3 separate regions of the Sus scrofa genome follow, and regions 2 and 3 are each linked to region 1. Evidence: chromatin contacts called from public Hi-C data. All regions are on one chromosome and are shown on one strand. The core of a region is the stretch at or near the end of the contact, and the rest is flanking DNA. Distances in the headings are between cores, read along the strand shown. Region 1 holds the start of TOP2A (topoisomerase (DNA) II alpha). Region 2 has its middle 19 kb from the start of CCR7. Region 3 holds the start of RARA (retinoic acid receptor alpha).

The links. A called contact is a pair of places that touch in the nucleus more often than the background predicts.
Region 2: a Hi-C map of omental adipose tissue shows a contact between it and region 1, with 2.0 times the contacts expected there. The contact joins the enhancer-like site here to the promoter of TOP2A in region 1. A contact is called at or near these places in 4 of 5 promoter capture datasets (fetal liver, fetal skeletal muscle and liver), 22 of 47 Hi-C or Micro-C datasets (adipose tissue, alveolar macrophages, brain and 12 more) and 2 of 2 datasets of contacts at active chromatin or transcription factors (alveolar macrophages and skeletal muscle).
Region 3: a Hi-C map of liver shows a contact between it and region 1, with 2.6 times the contacts expected there. The contact joins the promoter of RARA here to the promoter of TOP2A in region 1. A contact is called at or near these places in 5 of 47 Hi-C or Micro-C datasets (fetal skeletal muscle, liver, omental adipose tissue and 2 more) and 1 of 2 datasets of contacts at active chromatin or transcription factors (alveolar macrophages).

Annotation. Positions count from the first base shown.
Region 1 is chr12:21,999,801-22,003,001 of Sscrofa11.1, reverse strand. It overlaps TOP2A (topoisomerase (DNA) II alpha), which reads right to left and starts at 1,702. Exons shown (of 35, transcript NM_213884.1): 1 at 1,546-1,702; 2 at 473-628; 3 at 174-264. The coding sequence starts at 1,566.
Region 2 is chr12:21,874,428-21,877,628 of Sscrofa11.1, reverse strand. No RefSeq gene overlaps it. Among named protein-coding and RNA genes, the nearest start is that of CCR7, 19 kb to the right of the region's middle. Within about 2 kb of position 1,743, at least 21 of the 83 cell types and tissues checked have an H3K27ac peak or open chromatin away from gene starts, as enhancers often do. A contact at or near this core is called in fetal skeletal muscle, omental adipose tissue and retroperitoneal adipose tissue, where this site is marked.
Region 3 is chr12:22,084,232-22,087,432 of Sscrofa11.1, reverse strand. It overlaps RARA (retinoic acid receptor alpha), which reads left to right and starts at 1,674. Exons shown (of 9, transcript XM_003131474.6): 1 at 1,674-1,930.

The DNA of each region.
Region 1 (3,201 bases), core at 453-2,952:
TCATAGTACAGTTTCTAGGAAAGAAGTCAACTTCCTAGACTTTAGTAGACTGCCTCACCTTTGCCAACTATTGTTTGAAATGATAGGAGGCCTGGCTATGGAGGGTTTGCTGGGAATATCACTTCTTAGGAAAGATCTGACCAGTAAATATTTATATGAAGGAATTTACTCACCTAGAATCTCATCGAAGATTTTGTACAAACCAGGAACAAAAGTGACTTCCCTATAGTTAATGCCAATGTCTTCATCATAAACCCACATTTGCTAAAAATAAGGCAAAGAAATATGGTTATCTTTACCATATATTTATTCTATCATCCTGATTACTGTAAAGCCTTCTGGACTATGTACTACAATACGTATGATCTCTTAGGACAGTTCCAGTAACAAAGTATATGAAGTATAGGCAGTTAATCTGGACAAGGACATATCTCAACTACTTAGTAACTACATCTAATTCGCTTGGTTTTACCTGGGTCACTGATTCCACAGAGCCAATGTAGGTGTCTGGGCGGAGCAAAATGTGTTCCAACTGTGTTTTCTTTTGATAGATTCTTTCTATAGACAATCTTTTCTTAGCCTCTTCATTTTTCTTTGTTTTGTTGACTTGCATATTTTCATTTACAGGCTGGCAATTAAAAAAAAAAAGATTGAAGAAAAGCGATTTTGAATCACAGGTTTATCAGAAACTGTTCACAAAACACCTACCACAATGATCTGCTTACACACACCATGACAAATCACACGTTTTGAGGAGGTGTGGGTGGTGTTGACATCGTTTGTGTACAAACGTGGTGGTTTAAGTTATCTGCAGCCAGGTTCCTGGGTGTCAGCTTAAATGGGCATGTTCTCTAGCCCAGCGTAACTATCTGACACGGAAATGCGTTCACATCTTAGATGCCATCCATAGAACACACCCCCTTCTTTCATCTACTCTGCACCTATTGACTGAGGGTCTACTGGGTCCCAGGCACGTAAGAGATTCTCCTTCAGCAGCAGTTTGGGACGCTATGGAGTCCACCTTTTTTTTTTTTTTTTTTTTTGGTGCCGAAACCCGGGACCGAACCATGGAGTCCACCCTTTAGGCACATTAACGTCTTGAACACAGGAGGGGCATATTTTGAGCACTCGGGCTCCGGAGTGGGAACCCCGTGCCTTGTCCAGCGCCTCCCCAGGTCAGGGAGGTCCAATCCCATTTTCAGCCCGAGGGTAGATGAGGAAAGCATCTGTCCGCGCTGCATAAAGCCCCACGCGGCCCATTATCCCACCACCGACTCCAGGACCAATTGACTCGCGTTCTCTAGAAACAGTGAAAACACAACGCCACACCCGTTTAGCTGATGTTACTTCACTATTAGCACCACAAAGGGGTCTCAGCCTCTTCGCGATCGCGCCGAGCCCAGGGGACCCGGGCCCATGCGGAACGCCGGCGCCGAGCCCGCGGCGTCGGGACCGCAGCCGAGGCACCTCCCCCTCTCACAGGCAGCAGGATTGATGCCAGGCCGCGCTGAGGATCCGCGACGCGCCCCCTTCCACGAGCTGTACCTGAAGTGGCGACACCTCCATGGTGACGGTCGTGAAGGGGCTCGACAACTCTGCGAGCGACTAAACCGGCAGGACCCTCGAGATGGTCGGGAAGCTAGCCGCTTCTCCACAGACGATCGTCGGTTAGGAGAGAGCTGCCCCTCCGTTTGAACCTTCAGCCAGCCCGCCCAAACCAGAAGAGCCAATCCCTGACGCTCTCTGACGGCTTCCTTCCCGATAAACCAATCAGAGCTAGTCTTTTATATTTACCAATGAACGGCTGAGATGGCCGGGGGCCGGTTCGAATGAACCAATTAGGCAAGGGAGGCGGAACTAGAAGATCTTTTTCAAAAGGCACCACTTGGAGTCAAAGCGGAGAGACAGACAGGGAATTTGGCCAATAAGTAGGGCTGGTTTGTTCTCGGTGTGTAGCTCTTGAGGGGAAAGGGGTTTTCTGAGTTCCAGGGTGGGAGGAAAGAGGGGATATTTATACTTCTTTGAGATCCCTGGAATCTAAAGACCGCCCTCTATCCTGAGGCGTTTTTCTTTTTCCTTTTTTTAAACGAGAGAAACGGGAGTCCCAGCTCTGTTTCTTGAGGAAACTGAGCCTGGCGATTTGGTTCAGTTTAGCAAGTCGTCTCTGGCATCTGCCTCAAACCGTCTCCCCCACCCCACACCCGCCCCATTTATTTTTGCGGAAACAAATGTGGTACAGTTGTGGTTTGGGTTTTCGTATAATCGAAGGGCATAAGAGAGACCACACAAAAGAGAGCAGCGTTCAAGGCCCCTTGAGATCGGCGTGGGGCTGTGACTGGTCGAAGAGAATAGCATAGTCAGAGCTCAGGGGCTGAGGATGGTTTAGGGGCCTTTCTAGAACTGCAGCTGTTTCCTCAGGTGGCCGCCAGGATGCACTCCTACTTGTTAATTTGCTTTCCTCCGTGTTCCCCTGAGCCCTGCAGTCCAGATTTGACGAAATGCCAAAGACCAAAGCGTTTATTACTCTGACGTCTAAATGTTTGAGTGTGTTTCTTTTCTTTTTTTGCTTTTTAGTGCCGCACCCGCAGCATATGGAGCTTTCCAGGCTAGGGGGCGAATCGGAGTTGTAGCCACTGGCCTACACCATAGCCACAGCAACGCAGGATCCAAGCCATATCTGCGACCTACACCACAGCTCAGGGCAATGCTGGATCCTTAACCCACTGAGCCAGGCTAGGGATTGAACCCTCGTCCTCATGGATCCTAGTTGGGTTTGTTAACTGCTGAGCCACAAAGGGAACTCCTGAGTGTGTTTCTTCTGGACTCCTCAATCCACAATGTTAAAATGACAGAAAAAAAAAAGTCGTTGCCCTTATCAGATGCTAGAAAAAAAACTGTGCAATTTGAATGACTATAAATTCCATCTGAACCACCTCCTTCCAATCAATATTCCCTGAGTTTCAAGTCTTGACTTGGCCATTTGCCAGTCTTGTCTTGATGGAGGCAATTTCGCAGGTGCTTTCTTTTCCTCTGCTCAGAAAAGGGAATGAAAATAACAGTGTTACCTCAGAGTGGTGGGAGAGGATTATAAGACATAAAGTGTTTAGTAAGCTAGCAGTATCCAAATCAGGAAGCAGGGATTTTCCTTAGGTGGGCGGGACAATTTGTGGATTTAATCCCTCCCCCAAATAAATCAGGAAC
Region 2 (3,201 bases), core at 494-2,993, 130 kb after region 1:
TTGGCGTGACCTCGCCGGGGCAGCTCAGCCTCCCTGCCCTGGACGCAAACTCACAGGAGCGGCTCGCTCTCCTTGAGGGTACGATGCTGACGTGGCACAGACCGTGCTGGAAATGACAGAGTGCCTTAGAGGGAAAAACAAACGGGGGTTTCAGTTCCCATGGAAACAGCATCTATTTGCAGTGGAGCCCGCGTCAGAGCTAGACGGCTCTGACCGGGTGCTCCGGTGGGGCGGGGGTGGACGTTGGAGGGCAGGGTCGTCTGTTTACTGCCTGGGACTCTCCCAGGACAGCAAGTCTGAAAGGGCGCCCTTACCTTTGGCTTTGACCAGCACTCTTTCCGCAGCGGGGCTATGGGTCTGGGCATAGCTCGGCAATGCAGGGGGTTTTGGGCAGATTTCAGACTTATGAGTCAAAAGCGTGGGCAGACCCCCAAATTAGCCATTCATACATTGATTCCACAAATGTTTTTTGACCTATTCTATGCCAGGCACTGGGCTAGGCCAGCCAATCAGGAGTTGATCTGTACACGCTAAGTTTGGTGGTTGAAGCCGCCTTTCCTGGAAGGAACTGTGGTCAGAAGAGGGTACAGCTGGGACCTGTTGGGGACCACATGATATCAAAGCACAAGGGGTAGCAATGCCACTCCCCTCACTCTGTGGCCAAAGCAAGTGATTTCTGTTCTCTTTTGTCCAGAGAAGCGACCTCCTTCCTCTCCGGGGGAAAGCTACGCTTAAAAGGTCAAGGCACGGGAGTTTTCTTGTGGCGAATTCTTTGGTTGCCTCAGAAGTTGGCCTTTCTATTTGGCACCAGCAGATAGAGGTCATCTTTTGGCAACACCCCCAATGGTAAGTCAACCCAGCTAACGGGCTGCAGGTGTCTGAGCTGGGTCATGTGTGTGCCCCAGTGAGTGGGCCCTAGTGAATGCCCATGAAGATGGGGGGGCATGTATGGGTGTGCAGGGTATGTCCTCTCCAACATAAATATTTGTGTGCTTCTTTTTTTTTTTTTTTTTTTTTTTGGTCTTTTTAGGGTGACCCCCATGGCATATGGGGGTTACCAGGCTAGGGGTCAAATCGGAGCTATAGCTGCCGACATACACCACAGCTTGTGGCAACATTGGATCCTTAACCCACTGCCAGGGATCAAACCTGCATCCTGATGGATACAAGTAGGGTTCTTAACCCGCTGAGCCACAACGGGAACTCCAATATTTGCGTGCTCCAGTCACAGCAACTCGGGATCGGAGCTGAGTCTGCAACCTACACCACATTTCCTGACAACGCTGGATCCTTAACCCACCGAGCAAGGCCAGGGATCGAACCTGCATCGTCATGGATGCTAGTCAAGAGTCTTTAACCACTGAGCCACGACAGGAACTCTTAAACACCTTGTGCTTCCTAAACACCTTGTAAATGCATGTACTATGAATGCCTACCTAGCTGCAGGACCAGCTACAGTGTTTGCAGGGCCCAGCCCCAAAGGAAAATGCTGGGTCTCTTGTTCAAAAATTATTAAGAATTTTCAAATGAAGACAGCTGAGCTTCATATCAGGTGTGGGCCCTTCTGAGCACAGGCCCCGTGTGACTGCTCGGGGTGTGTATATGTGTGACTATGCTGTGTGTGTGTGTGTGTGTGTGTGTGTGTGTGTGAGAGTGGGTGTGGGTGTGGTGGGTGGTGGTGGAGGGGGGCTGGGCATGAAATCTGAGCTCTCTCCTCACCACCCCCAGGCCAGGCCCCAGGCAGCTGCTGGGGTCTATCAAAGGAAAGGTGTGTTTTATTTTTGGCGCCTTGGCTGCCTCCTTCCACAGTGCCCCAGGGAGGCTTTTGTTTTACTGCCTGGGTGACAAGCACTTCCCTTCACCTGCTGCCACGGTGGCCCCACCAGAAACCACAGCTGGGGGTGGGGCAGCTTCCTCAGCCCCTCACCCACTCACTCTGGGCCTCTTCCAGGCAGCAAGGACGCCGATGACGTGCCCAGAGCCCCGTCTGGCTGACCCCACCCAGACAAGGTACCTGGCAGCGCTTGGGAGCTGGAGGCGATGGTGGAGATTATAGAATCCAGCGCCCTCATCTCACGGCTAAGGAGGACGAGGCCCAGAGAGGGGAGCTGACCTGCCCGTGTTACCCACTCTGCCTATGGCAGAGCCGGGACAATCAGCTCCCAAGCATAAAACCCCACAGGGCGGACCTGTGCAGGAAGCCTGTGGGGAGAGCAGGGCTGCTGCCTAGTGTGGGGGTCACATCCCCCTGGGCCGGTGAGGCTCTGTCTTTGTTATTTGCTTTTCCTTCTTCCTAAGTCAGAGCTCGTCGTCCAGGGGGTTTGGGAACAGTGGCTGTACCTAGCACAATGGCTGGCACAAAGGAGGGGCTCCATACATTTTTGGTCGTGAATAAAGAGTTATTTCTTTGGCCCCGTAAAGGAGTGGCCAGAGTGTGGGCTTTGAAAGCCAGCTGGAACTGCCCGAAATCAGGGTAGCAGTGTGACTTCGACAGACTTCCTTAACCCCTCTGAGTCTCAATTGCCTATTTTCTATTTTTCTTCCTTCCTTCCTTCCTTTCTTTTTTTTTTTTTTTTTTCTGTCTTTTTAGAACTGCATCCGCAGCACATGGAGGTTCCCAGGCTAGGGGTCGAATCGGACCTACAGCTGCTGGCCTACGCCACAGCCACAGCCACAGCCACAGCCACACCAAATCTGAGCCATGTCTTCAACCTACACCACAGCTCACAGCAACACTGGATCCTTAACCTACTGAGTGAGGCCAGGGATCGAACCCACAACCACATGTTTCCTAGTCGGATTTTTTTCCATGGTGCCACGATGGGAACTCCATCAACTGCCTATTTTCTAAATGGGACTCTAGGAGTTGCCGCTGTGGTATAGTGGGTTAAGAATCTGGCTGCAGTGGCTCCGGTGGCTGCAAAGGCACAGGTTCAATCCCTGGCCCGGAACAGTAGGTTAGAGGATCCGGTGTTACCTCAGCGGCAGTGTAAGTCACAGTTGTGGCTCGGATTTAACCCCTGGCCTGGGAACCTCTGTATGCTCCGGGTGCAGCCATTAAAAAAAAACAATAATAATAAAAATAAAATAAAATAGGATTCTAGTAGGGATATTGTGAGAATTAAATGGCATAAGATACGATGCTTAGTACAGTGTGTAGCACATGATAACATCCTAAGGAAGCTGTAGTTATTCTTGCTA
Region 3 (3,201 bases), core at 425-2,924, 84 kb before region 1:
CCTCATCTGGCTGGCGCCCCCTGCTGCTGGCTGGACTCAAGCTAGAAGGCCGGGGGAGGGGGGTGTTGGGGGGGAAGGGGTTAAGCATCGGAGTCCACATCTGGGAGCCATTGGCGCATTCCTGCCCGCTGAGCGCATGTTTGCGGATGGATCTGGACGGGACAGGGCGGGCGGGGCTGGGCGGGCGGTTCGCACCGGCGGATGGAAATCCAGACGGGAGCGGGAGACGGCCGGGCCCAGCAGGCGGGAAGAGGCCTGGGGAAGCGCCGCCCTGGGGCGCTCTTCTGCGCCGGGACCTCAGGGCAGAGCGTCTCGCCGACACTGCTTGTCCTACCTAACCAAGGCCGAGGGCCTAAAGCTGGAGAGAGACAGTCAGATACCTCAATCCTAGGCAGGGCCGTGCAGCCGGTGCCGGTGCGATCGTGGGCTACACCCGTGTCCACTCCCAGCCTCGGGTCCCTTGTCTGTAAAGCAGGGGCCGTCGGGCCGATGGGTTTGAGAGCTCTGCCAGTCGGGTCAGGCTGAGAGCCTCCTCACTGGGGTGGACGCCTGAGAGTGTGGCACTTCCCCTTCCAGTGGGAAGTCCTGTGGGGGGCACTTGTGGCCACTTCTCCGACCAGGAAAGGGGAGGGGTGTTCCCTACTGATTCCTCTTCCTCCTCCCCGCCCCCCACCCCAGTAGATGGGGAGATGGTCCTTCCAAATGGAGCCACAGGCTGGGAGGGGAATTGTGGCTCTGCTGGGGGTTGAGGTCTCCGCAGAGAGAATGATTCAGATCCTGCCCCGCTAGAACAAGAACGCGAGCTTTCCTGGCTCCTCAGCCTGGGCCAGGAAAAAGAAGCTGGAGACTGAGTCCCTTGCATGTACGAGTGCTCCTGGGCGCCCCCTACTCGGCTCTTGAAAGATCCACGAGCCGCTGTCCATTGGGGGTAAGGGAACTAGGGATCGCTGAGGGGTACGGTTGGGCCGAAGGTCCTCCGACCCACTCGAGCCGGAGAGGTTATTTGGCGGGAGAGGCGAGGAGGTGTGCCTGAGGGCCGTCTACCTGCTCTGGCACTCCTTTTTTTGCCGGTAAGAAAATTAAGATTCAGAGAAAAGAAAGAGACTTGTTCAAGGTCACACAGCTCTCAGTTCCAAGGGGTTCCTCGAGGAAGATTATAATTATGGGAGTCTAGGGGCTTGACAGCTAGGGGCGGAGTCACTGTATTCACTTCCATATTACGTTGCCGCCTCTCTAACCCCGGCTTAGGTGCCATCAGGGTGTGTGTGTGTGTGTGTGTGTAACCCCGACTTAGGTGCAAGAGGTTGTGTGTGTGTGTGTGTGTGTCTGTGTAACCCCGGCTTAGGTGCAAGAGGTGTGTGTGTGTGAGATACTTGCCCCTGTGAGTGTGGGTGTGTGTGGTCGGAGGGAAGGGAGTGTGATACCACACATTGCCGTCCCTTCTCCACTGAGCCTTCTTTCCGTTCTTCGCGCAGAACTTCTTCGCCTCCTCGCCCTGAGTCTCTCCTTTGGGGGCAGAGGGAGGGATTCTCCCAGATTCCCACGGTCCAGCTTCTGCTAGGCGCGGCTCCTTTAAGACTCACCCTTTCCCTGGGTCTATTAGGGAGAAAGGGGGGCGTGATCTTGTGGGCCCGCCCCTGGATGGTGATTGGTCTGTGGGAGGACGGGGGCGGACCGGAGGTTGAGGGCCTCCCCGCGGCTCGGTACCCTCCGCCCCCCCAGTCTGGGGCTCCGGGTAAAGTTTCAGCCTCCGCACGTGACTCGCCATGGCCGCTGCTTTCGCCCCGCGCCCCTGAGCCGCGGCCCCCCCCAACTGGTCGTCTCCCTGGACCCCGCAACCCCTGACGCGGAGCGGCTCCAAGGCGCAGGGTCAGGGCAGACGCTGTGCCCGCGGGCGACCGGGACGGATTGCGTCCCCCCCCACTGCGAGGTAACCTCTCCCCCCGGGGATTTTGGAGAGCCCCGGGCCCTCGCAGGCATCGTCGCCCCTCGGTCTGCTGCTGATAGGACCCGCGGGGTGGAAGAGACCCAGTGCCGGGCGGGTTCGGACGGCCACCTGGGGTTTCCTGGGCTTCCCAACCCGCCGCCGCCGTGCTCGGGGTGGGGGAGCCCCGTCTGTGAGTCTGTCTGCGCCCGTGTCTTCGCGCGCAGCCGTGAGGCGTCTGGGGCCGTCTGCCGCGCGTGTCTCAGGCGTCCGAGCTGTGGCAGAACCGCCGCTGGGAACTCCTGCTCTCTCTCGCTTTTTCTCTTCACAAACAAACAAAACAAAAAGATTTTCAAACCTGTTTGGGGAGAGATCAGATGCCCAACGGACTAGCCCCCTCCTTCTTTCCCTGCTGTTATCTGAGCCGCCCTGTGGTTTGGGGAGAATCAGCCCGGGGGCCCACCCCATCTGAGGCAGCCAGTTGGGAGGCGGGGCCCATTCAGCTGGTGTCCCCCGTGGAGTGCGGGGAGCCGTCAGAATTGGGTACGGGGAGCCAGTGCAGCCAGGGGAGGGATGTCTCTGGGTTTGTAGGCACCATGGGGTTGTGGAAGCTTGTGGGGGTATGAGAAGGATGGAATAGATTGGTTGTCTTGGTTCTGCCCAGGGTGTCTGGGACCTGGTGCCACCCACGAGGTGGAGAAGCTGCTAGCCAGATGTGTATGTGGGAGGGGGAAGCTGGAAAATCTGCTTGGCAGTGCCCTTTCTCCTCTCCGGGCATGGCCCTGTTGTCGGGTTGCTCTGGGGGAAGGGGGCCGTGCACTAGGCTGGAGATGAGAACCAGCTCATGTGGAAATCATACAAGAAAAGCCCCCAGTCTTGGAGACACTTGTCCACTGTCCAGCCTACCTTGGATAGCATGCCTTTGTGCTGGCGTGGAGGGGTACCCTGGGCCTCCACCAACTGCCAGCTCCCTCTTCTGTAACCAGATTGCCTTCTGCCTGGGAGACGTGTGCACATGTGTGCCTGTGTGCCTGTGTACCGTGTATGTTGTACCGTGTATGTTCTCAGGGGCCTTGTTCCTGAAAACACTCCCCCACCCCACCCCCACCCCCTGCTTCTTACCCCCAACCCTCACTTCTGCTCCTGACCGCCATCCTCCTCCAGTTTCCTGGTTAGGCGATTCAGTGAAGTCTCTTGTCCGCTTCCCTGGCTGCCTGGCTGCCGTGGTCATGGGCCGGGGTGTTTGGGGGGAAGTGGTTCAGGAAGGACACCAAGTC